Linked DNA regions of Gossypium hirsutum: regions 2 and 3 are each linked to region 1. A link is a contact called in public Hi-C data. All regions are on one chromosome and are shown on one strand. The core of a region is the stretch at or near the end of the contact, and the rest is flanking DNA. Distances in the headings are between cores, read along the strand shown. Region 1 holds the start of LOC107932930 (receptor-like protein kinase HERK 1). Region 2 holds the start of LOC107941838. Region 3 holds the start of LOC121203658 (protein SODIUM POTASSIUM ROOT DEFECTIVE 2-like).

Region 1 (3,089 bases), core at 412-2,911:
ATGAAAACATTGAAATAGAGCTGGTTAAGAGAAGTGCTGACAATATCACAAAAATGAAACCTAACTAGATGCTGAAAACCGGGATCCACATTGAATTCCCAGGTCACATTGAAGTTGCTATTGGGGTCACCTAAGGAGTTCATCTTGGTGCAGCTACCATAAACAGAAACTGGAGCAATCTCTGGTGTTGATCCACCATCAACATACTTGACAGCTCTAGTATTTGATACAGTTGATGCAAGATTCTTTTCTATAAGGAAACTCTGATCAGGCACCCATGTTCGATGAAGGGTATCGTTCTTGAAGGACACCATAGGTCCCCCCATATTCACCCTAGCAACCGTCTCCAGTGCCTGCCACATCAAGCCTTGGAATCCCACTGATGATTTAACAGTACGGGCGTGGTCTGGAATGAGCTGATCAGGAACTGAAACAACTTCCAGGGCATTTATAAAAGCAAATGAATTCTCTGAAGGAGTGAATATGATGGCAAGGCTATCGGTGGTGATATTAACAGAGAATTCTTTGACAAGATGAGCTCCAACACTGAAACTGCTGAGAAGGACATGGTTTTCAGTGGAAACATCGAACTTTGCCGAACTCATATTGTAAGTAGCATAAACAAATGGACTGAAATAAAGGCGAATCCAGAGTCTCCCCCGTTGGCTGATTGGAAATGTATACTTAGAAACACCGGTAAAGATTCTAGCTGTTTGATAGAGCCGTGAAACGGCAGAAGAGATGATTGATTTCGAAGTGTTCCCAACAACACGTTGTGGTGTAGAAAGGAGTTTAGAGGCTAAGTCATCAGCCATGAAAACTCGACCACCCACTGTACTATTAGCTAGTGATCCACAATCAATAAGGTAGTTGTCTGCTGGTGTAAACCCTCTAGCAAAGCATTGAAAACATAAGACTGAAGAAACCCAGATGAGCAATTCAATTATCTTACAACCCATCTTTTCAAATCCTAGCAAGTAACAGTAACACCAAAGCTTTGAATCTTAACAGGAACTGAAATCCTGGATTCTTACATAAACTACAAATGGATTAATAGCAAACAATAATAGAAATTAAAGAAACAACAACTAAGAGATCTGAATTAAAGACAAAAGCTGGAACAAAGAAACAGAAAGAGAACCGAATCAAAGAGATGAAAAGATGAAACCTTTGAATTTTAGATGAACCAGACTCAAAAAATCAAATCTTCTATGCAGCCGTAATGGAAATTTGGCAGAGTTTTCGTTGCAATTTCCAATGCAGATAGAGCAGGGTGCATACATAAGCGGGTTTAACTTCAAACTAGATTACAACGTCTCCCACTTAATTGTTTCTATTTTTTTTTCCCCATTTTGGTTCATATTCTTAAATAAACAGAACACAAAGAGGCTAAAGGTGGTGTAACAAAAATACGAATAAGCAGAACAAATAATAAGAAAAACACTGTTTAAATGTCTAATTTCTGGTTTGGTAAATCAACGATAGATGTAAAGTGAATACAATAAAAACAAAACAATAACATGCAGAAGAGATAAGAGCAAATTTAAAGTTAGGAAATTTATGGAGAGAGAGGCGTCTTTATGGGTTTTAATGACGGTGGGTAGAAAACAGAGTTTTAAGTTTTCTAGTAACATAAAGGTTATTTACTCTCCATCCTGCTAGTTGGGGGTGGTTTTGAGCGGTGACTGGGGAAAAGCAAATGCCTTCCTCTATAAACTTTAAAGTCTTTTTAAGTTTTAATGGATTGATGTCAATCTCTTTCCTTTTGTTTAATAATTGATATCAAATTTCAATAAATAAATTGAAACTGAAAATTATAAGAAATGAAATAAAACGTTTTGTGGGAGGGTTATGTAGCTACGTAAAAATTTATTTTGGTTGTTAATTGAGACGATTTTTGAAAATTTGAAAATTAATTTTCGATTTTATTAAAAAAGGGGAGTCGTCACTAATCTTTTCTTCTAGATGTGATCGGAAATCTAATAAATCTTCTTTTTAGAAAAAAATATTTTTGAGTAAAAAAAAGGTCGAGTTTAGGTCTACGTCAAAATCCAGAAAAAAATAGGATTCGGAAGTCAGTTACGCACGAGAAAGGTATTGGCACCCTCGCGACGCCCAAAATTGGTATCCCTTTAAACACGCGTTGTCTTTAATTTCAAAAAAAAAATGAATTCAATTTAATATTTAATCATGATCCTATTGAAACACGAGAATTTTGAAAACACGAAAATTTTGAAACTTGAAAATATTTTTTTAAAACCCGAGAGATTGTGAAAACACAAAAATTCTTGAAAACCTGAGAATCTTTGAAACCTGAGAAATTAAAAAAAACGAAAATTTTTGAAAACACGAAAATTTTTGAAACCCGAATTTTTTTTATAAAAAACACAAAAAATTTACAACACTAGAATTTTGACAAATTACATATCCTCATCTACATTTTGAAAATAAAATTTGATCACTTACCAATAATCACTAAAATAATTATCCTATTTCAAAACACGAGAATTTTTAAATTTTTCGATTTTTTTTAAAAGGACGTCCCATTTTTAACACGAGCCAATGATGTTCACCCAACATAGCGATGAAATCAAAGACTTAATGTTAAATCGACACGTTGCCTTATTTATTGAAATTAATTAAAAGAAAATAAAAATATTTCTAAAATAAAAAAAACTAATAATAACGTTGCAATAATATGTGATCTAAAATATATATTAAATTGGAATGGGTAAATAATAATAAAAAGGGTAAGAATATACCGAAGCCCAATGTTATGGGTTACTGAAATTAATTTCTTTTCTCCTCGGGTTGCTGAAATGGACCTTTGTTGGTGATCGTCACTGGATCAGATTGCCGCAAATAGGGTCGGGTTGACCCAGCTATTTTAAAATTTATTTTCGTCTTTTTTAGACTAAATTTTTGCTTGGCCCACATAAAATTTACATAAAGACAAAAGATTCAAATCATTTCAGCCTATTACAAAATAATCTCAGCCCAACTAACTTAATATTTCAAACCAAACTAAACCCAACTCACTAATTTAAAAAAAAAATAATACAAACCAACCCAACTCACTAACTTAAGAA
Region 2 (3,089 bases), core at 198-2,697, 210 kb after region 1:
TATTCACTGTCATAGTTCTTTGTATTTCAATTTTTGCATATTCAGCTTTAACTGCAAGGATTTTTTAAGGTTCAATTTCATCCAAGAGGATGATGAATAATAAATATACATATATAACCTTTTGGTTCAAATAAAGTAATAAACCAGAAGTAAAAAGTGTTTAAAAAGTTGTACTACTCTAAAATCATCCAAATTAATCCTCTAAAAAGCGTATCCAATGTACACCATCACCCTCACATTGATTTTAACGTTTACAAAACTGAAGGAAACCTACTTTCAACTCATTGAAGCCTTTGGCGCTTTCCTGCTAGGAATGAGATTTGAGAGTTAGCACCATTGCTCAGCTCAGGAGCAGAACCAGAAGCTGCAAAATCCAACATAGCGACTGAACATGACTGACCAGACCCACGAATCATTTGAGGGCACATTGGCGATGAGTTGTTCAATTGTTTTACAAAAACAGTAGAACTGGGATTGGGACAGGCACCTGGTTTCTGGTTATCAAGTTTAGAATGACAAGCTTTGATGGAAATAGGTGGGATTTTGTAAGTTCGCAAAGGCGGTGGGGGATTTCGCCATCGAGGAAGGGGCCCAGCAACGAGAAGTGTTTGAAGAAGAGGGCTTGCTTCCATTACAGCTTGCAAAAGCTTCCCTTTTTCAGGCAAAGTTTTCCCCTTTGCAAGGTTATCAATCAAACTGTTGTCGGCCATGTTATTATTAATGCTTGAAAAATCTGGTGAAGTAACTGCATCAAACAAGGAATCTACTGGGGAAGACCCATGTGAGGGGTGATGATTATACGTCTCTGACAAACTGCTTGATTCAGTCATGCTGGAGTTTGCTTTTGCTGCTGCAATCATAAGCAGATTTTCAGGCTGGGATTGAGGGAGGATTGTAGAAGAAGAAGACGAAGAAGAAGAAGCCATTAACTTGTTAACTAGCTTTTCGACCTGATCTCTTGCTTCATCTCTTTCTTGGCAAGCAAGTTTTACAAGATTTACCAAATGGTTCACTTCATCCCTGTATTTCCTTATTTGTTCATTCGCTTCCATTTTCACCGACTCTATCTCAATACTAGTGTATTGAAGCTTGAGTTTCAGTTCATCAAAATCCTGTTTAACCAGAAAAAAGAAAAGGAAAAAGGGTTAGTTTCAGACTTCATCAAAATTGCACTTGCCAAACCCTATAGTTTCAGTGGGAACATGTTGACCCAAATTAGACCTATATTTAAAAAAAAAATCATAGAATATTGAACCAGAAATATTAACATAAAGCAAGTAAGACCACCTCTTGATAGTTCCACAAGGGACTCAAGTCTTCCATTTGCCGGGGAAAAAAATAAACACAATGAATGCAAAGAAAAGAAAAAGGAGGAAAATATCAGAAATACTGAGAAAGGGAGTTAAGAAAAGGCAGACATTTATAGAACAATGGAATGCAAATAAAGACAAGAGAAAGAGATGGCCCTTCTTTTTTCTCGTTTTATCACTCACGCAATGTTAAAACTTTCCTATTGGATAATACATACATAAATAAATCCCATTAAACCCTTTCCCACCTTTTCAGTACTCTTCTCCCTCTCCTTCCATTTCTTCCTCTTTATTACTATTACTATGTGCTTCCTATTTTTTTTAGGTCGACCTATCAAAACCTCAAATTTTATAGAATGTCCCTATATTATATATTTTTTCCATTTCATTTTTTTATTTTTTATTTACATACTATAAAATATTTCCAACTTTAATTTCAACTCGTATTTTTTAAATAAAAAATAATTGGTCTGTTTTTAAAATCGATTTCATGTGAAATTTAAATTGGATGAAATTCGAATTGTTTGCCACCGAGAGCTTAGAATAAAGTTTAACTCTCGTACAAGAAACGGATGTTTCTAGGTTTTATCATTTTCCTTGTATACTTCACACGGTTTCCCTTCCTAACGGTTTCTTACCTTTTTTTTATTATTATTATAATTAAAAGTGTGTTTATCCGTTTTATGAATTGAGATTAATTATATTTTGATTGAGAGTAAATATAAATAAATTTTTTTTAAAAATTATAATTTTAAGATTGAAACTTAATTCAAGTGTATAATAAAATCATTGGTTGGTATTTTTTTTTTTAGTTTTAATTATGTTTTATAACTTTCATGATCTTGATTTTAATGCTTTTACTCTATTTTTGTTGAGGAGGGAGGGATATTTAAATTAGACCTCGAGTGTATGAAGTTTTGCCCACTGTTTTCTTAACTAAAATGATAAGCTAGCATTTAATGACTCCAATTAAAAATAAAATCAATTAATTTGATGAATTTGGTAAGAACCAATTAATCTTATTTTTTGGCAGCGACAAGTATGGCAGGGAGTAGTAAAGGTTTGCCAAGTTAGAAGATGAAAAAGATGGTGGAGACAGGAGCTAGTGTGGGGCGGGCTGCAACTCGACTGAAGGGCAAAGCAATCATCAGCTTTGGTTTACATATTCGATACAATTTTGGTTACTAATTCTATTCTTCTATATATATTTATATTTATACTTGTTTTTATTCTATTATTTTGCAATATATATATATTTCTTGTAGGATTGCATAAGTTGTGCTCACGATGTTACCTTGGTGACAACAAATTTTAATTCTATGGTACCTAGTCTTCCTTGGATTTGCACTACTTTTTTATCTACGAATTTATTTTGCTTTTCGCCATGAAATTTAAAATTGGTAGATTTAATACCCATCATTTCAAGTAATGGCTTTTTAGTTGTTTTATTTAAAAATTTTAGGGTAAATTATAAAAATAGCCACTCAACTATGTTTTTGATTTTATTTTGATCCCCTAACTATTAATTTTTCAATTTAGTCACTTAACTTTTTAAAATTAAATATTTTAGTCACTTGCTCTCTCTCTAATATCCATCATTCTATTTCATGCTCATTTCTTTTTAAATCATTTGGTTTCTTTTTGTTTTTTTAATACATATGTTTTATTATTATTATTTTATAAATCATTTATTCTTTTTCAAAATTTTAGATCATTTTTATAATCTTTATAAAAAATTGATTTTTTTAATATTTTTTTTGAAACTTTTAGAATCAGAAT
Region 3 (3,089 bases), core at 255-2,754, 190 kb after region 1:
AATATTATTTTTAAAAAGTATTTTTGAGATAAAAATACTTTTGAAATAAAAATATTTTTAAAATTATTTAAAAAAAATGTTTTGCAAAAATATTTTTTTAATCAAGAATAAAAATAGAAAATTTTAATTTTTTGTTTAAAAGCGTTTTCTAATTCAAGAATACTTTTGAGAAATGCTAAACTAAGATTAATATTATTAACATACAAGTATAATTGTTGGACGTAGGAGAAAGAACAACTTGTTGACCAGTGGTTACCCACAATATTATCTACTGTTTTTTATTACAAAAAGTTGCATGAAATGAAAGTGATAGAGGTCACAAGAGAAGGACAATGAAACTGAGAACAAATGAAGTGGGTCGTCCTTTATATTAATTACCATGAATAAGTTAGAGAATAACAATGGATATCTTAGTTTATTGAAATAAAATAGGATTAATTTATACATATTGTGAAGCTGCTTCCGCTCTGCCGGTGCCCATCCCATATTCCCCGGTCTATTGTTAATCATCATGGGGATTCAAATTTTGATATTATTTTAATAGACTGAATCAGATTACTGGAGTGTTAATAGACTAAATTGAGAATTTCAATTTTACGTCACCACTTTAAAAACATGGTACAAAATAATTGCATATGAATAAATTGGATTAAATCTTGCCTTATAATTTATTTATAAGTATATCTAAGGTGATTAAATTATTAGTAACTTTACATTTTAATTACTCAATTTTAATAAGTTATAAAATGACAAATAAACTATTCGAAAGTTTTCATTTAAGTTACTGGACTATTAAAATAGGCGTTGTATGACTGTTTCTATTTGTACTGCCTACACTAATAGAACAACGCTCACGTTCCCCTTCTCTTTTACATTACAGTTTATTTTTTTCTATGAAACAACCTTGAATATTGGAATCTGTGAACTAAAATCCAAACAACTTTCTTCTTTTATCTCTGACACTGATCGTCAGATCGGTTTGGATCTAAAGAATGTTCTTCTACTTGTCGATGAATATTGATTCACCATATCGATTGTCGAATCGTCGTTTGGAGCTTGCTAACTAGAGTTTTTTTTAAGGAAAAAAAATCTCAATAGCCAATGACTTAATTAAAAATTCCAAATAATTTAGTGACTTAAATGAAAACTTTTAAAAATTTAGCGACCATTTTGTAACTTCTTAAAATTAAACTTACTACATTGAATGTAATTTACCCATATTTAAAATTTTTCCCTCTCTTTCCCTTTCTCTCTCCTTAATCCACCTATTACAAAAACGGATTAGTTGGCCTTATCAAGATCCTTTATTACTCTTTTGTAACTCTATTTCAGCTTTTCTTCCTCAAAACTATACCATATTTACTTCAACAAAACTTCAGTGTGTCATGAAGGGAATGCATCTTTTCTGTGCTTCTCCAGCTTCCATAGCCACCTGCTCACGCTTGGACCATCGCTCCATGGTCCGCCATGGCCATAGGCCTCTTGATCCTCAAAAGTCTAAACCATATTCACCTTGCTCATCACAACTGCGCCTATAATTCCTACGACTAGAAACAAGCCTGTTAAGCCAAGTGATGTACGTCGTAAAAGCTCAGCCCATATTCATGATCTAACTAGTCCTCCAACCAACGGTTCCACCAGATATCTTCTAAGTGATAGGCCCTTTATCGATTGTTTATCAGACTCTGACCATGTCCCAGCAAAGCCTAAGCATGTGGTGGTTTTGCGGGTATCAATCCACTGCAAAGGATGTAAAGGAAAAGTAAGGAAACAAATCCCGAAAATGGAAGGTCAGTTTCAGCAACAGATTGAAAAGCTTTTGCTTATATTATCTGACCATGCTTTTGTAACATGTTTCTTAATGTTAAAGCAAAGCATAAAACCCAAAGTAGTTATTATTGGTCGTAAAGAAAAATGCAGTATCATATTAGAAGCTAGGTAGACATGGTGTTATTCAACATTTGTTTTGTTTGCAGGAGTGACATCATTTAGTATAGATTTGGCCACAAAGAAAGTGACGGTAATTGGCGATGTAATACCTTCAAGCGTTCTAGAAAGCGTGTCCAAGGTGAAGAATGCCCGGCTCTGGTCATCTCCATCTGCATCTCCACCCGTGGTCAAACCAATTACTGATTAATATTACTCGAATTCCAAACCTGCTGGATGTAATCTCTAATAATGCTATAAGAATTTGCAGTTGGTGTGGATCCCATGTCTACATGCATGCTTATATACAAAACCGTAACGTAAATTAATCCGATGTAAGCTTTTAGGATTATTATCGTATCATAACCTTTGTTTTATTTAGATTATTCAAAGATAAAGAGGATGTTGAGTAATCCCTAAATTGGATTAATATTGCATTGTAGAAAACCCTAAATTGGGTAACCCCTCTCTTTTATAATTTGTTTTTGGTTAATTATGTCATAGGTCTATGTACTCTTCATAAACTTAAAATTTGATCCATATTCTTTTATTTTGAGAATTTAGTCCTTTTACCTTTTAGATTTTAAAATTAAGATCCGATTGTTAACATTATTAAAATTATTGGTGTTACATTTTGAAATTAAAAAAAAAACTCATTTTGTTGGCATTATAACTGAAAAAATGACATTTTAATGAACTTTAATCTAATAAAATAAATTTAATAATATTAAAAATTAAACCTAAATTTAAAAATCTGAAAAAATAAAGTGACTAAATTCCTAAAAACAAAAGTAAAATGACTACAAACGGCTTGAACTGGAAAAAACTAACCCAGGCCTTTATCTGTGTTATATTGTTTTTGGATACAGTGGGCTTGGCCCGTGACTTTGAGCCACTGGAAACTAGAGTGAATTTGAAAACCCTATCTATATAAACCCTAATTTCTTCTTCGCCTGTTACTAGCAAACCCTAACGGCTCCGCTTCTTCATCGACAGGTCTCTCTTGCTGCCCTATTTTATCTTATATTTTTCATTTCCCTATTTTCTGTTTCGAAGTGATTTCGGCTTTTTTATATATAAAAATTGATTTTCTTTGTTCTGCTTTAGGGTTTACAAGGGTTTGAGGCAGCCGCAACCAATGGCCCCCAAAGGTATTTTGGATT

Evidence for each region. Hi-C and Micro-C count contacts between places; a contact is called where the count stands out from the background.
Region 2: a Hi-C map of leaf shows a contact between it and region 1, with 2.4 times the contacts expected there. The contact joins the promoter of LOC107941838 here to the promoter of LOC107932930 in region 1. A contact is called at or near these places in 2 of 34 Hi-C or Micro-C datasets (both in leaf).
Region 3: a Hi-C map of leaf shows a contact between it and region 1, with 7 times the contacts expected there. The contact joins the promoter of LOC121203658 here to the promoter of LOC107932930 in region 1. A contact is called at or near these places in 4 of 34 Hi-C or Micro-C datasets (all in leaf).

Annotation. Positions count from the first base shown.
Region 1 is chrA07:16,273,466-16,276,554 of Gossypium_hirsutum_v2.1, forward strand. It overlaps LOC107932930 (receptor-like protein kinase HERK 1), which reads right to left and starts at 1,662. Exons shown (of 1, transcript XM_016865052.2): 1 at 1-1,662. The coding sequence starts at 959.
Region 2 is chrA07:16,484,437-16,487,525 of Gossypium_hirsutum_v2.1, forward strand. It overlaps LOC107941838, which reads right to left and starts at 1,448. Exons shown (of 2, transcript XM_016875462.2): 1 at 1,288-1,448; 2 at 98-1,112. The coding sequence starts at 1,323. The coding sequence ends at 282.
Region 3 is chrA07:16,467,591-16,470,679 of Gossypium_hirsutum_v2.1, forward strand. It overlaps LOC121203658 (protein SODIUM POTASSIUM ROOT DEFECTIVE 2-like), which reads left to right and starts at 1,505. Exons shown (of 2, transcript XM_041074088.1): 1 at 1,505-1,790; 2 at 1,977-2,376. The coding sequence starts at 1,505. The coding sequence ends at 2,137. LOC107941848 (60S ribosomal protein L23A) reads left to right here and starts at 2,797. Exons shown (of 4, transcript XM_016875474.2): 1 at 2,797-2,922; 2 at 3,034-3,077. The coding sequence starts at 3,065.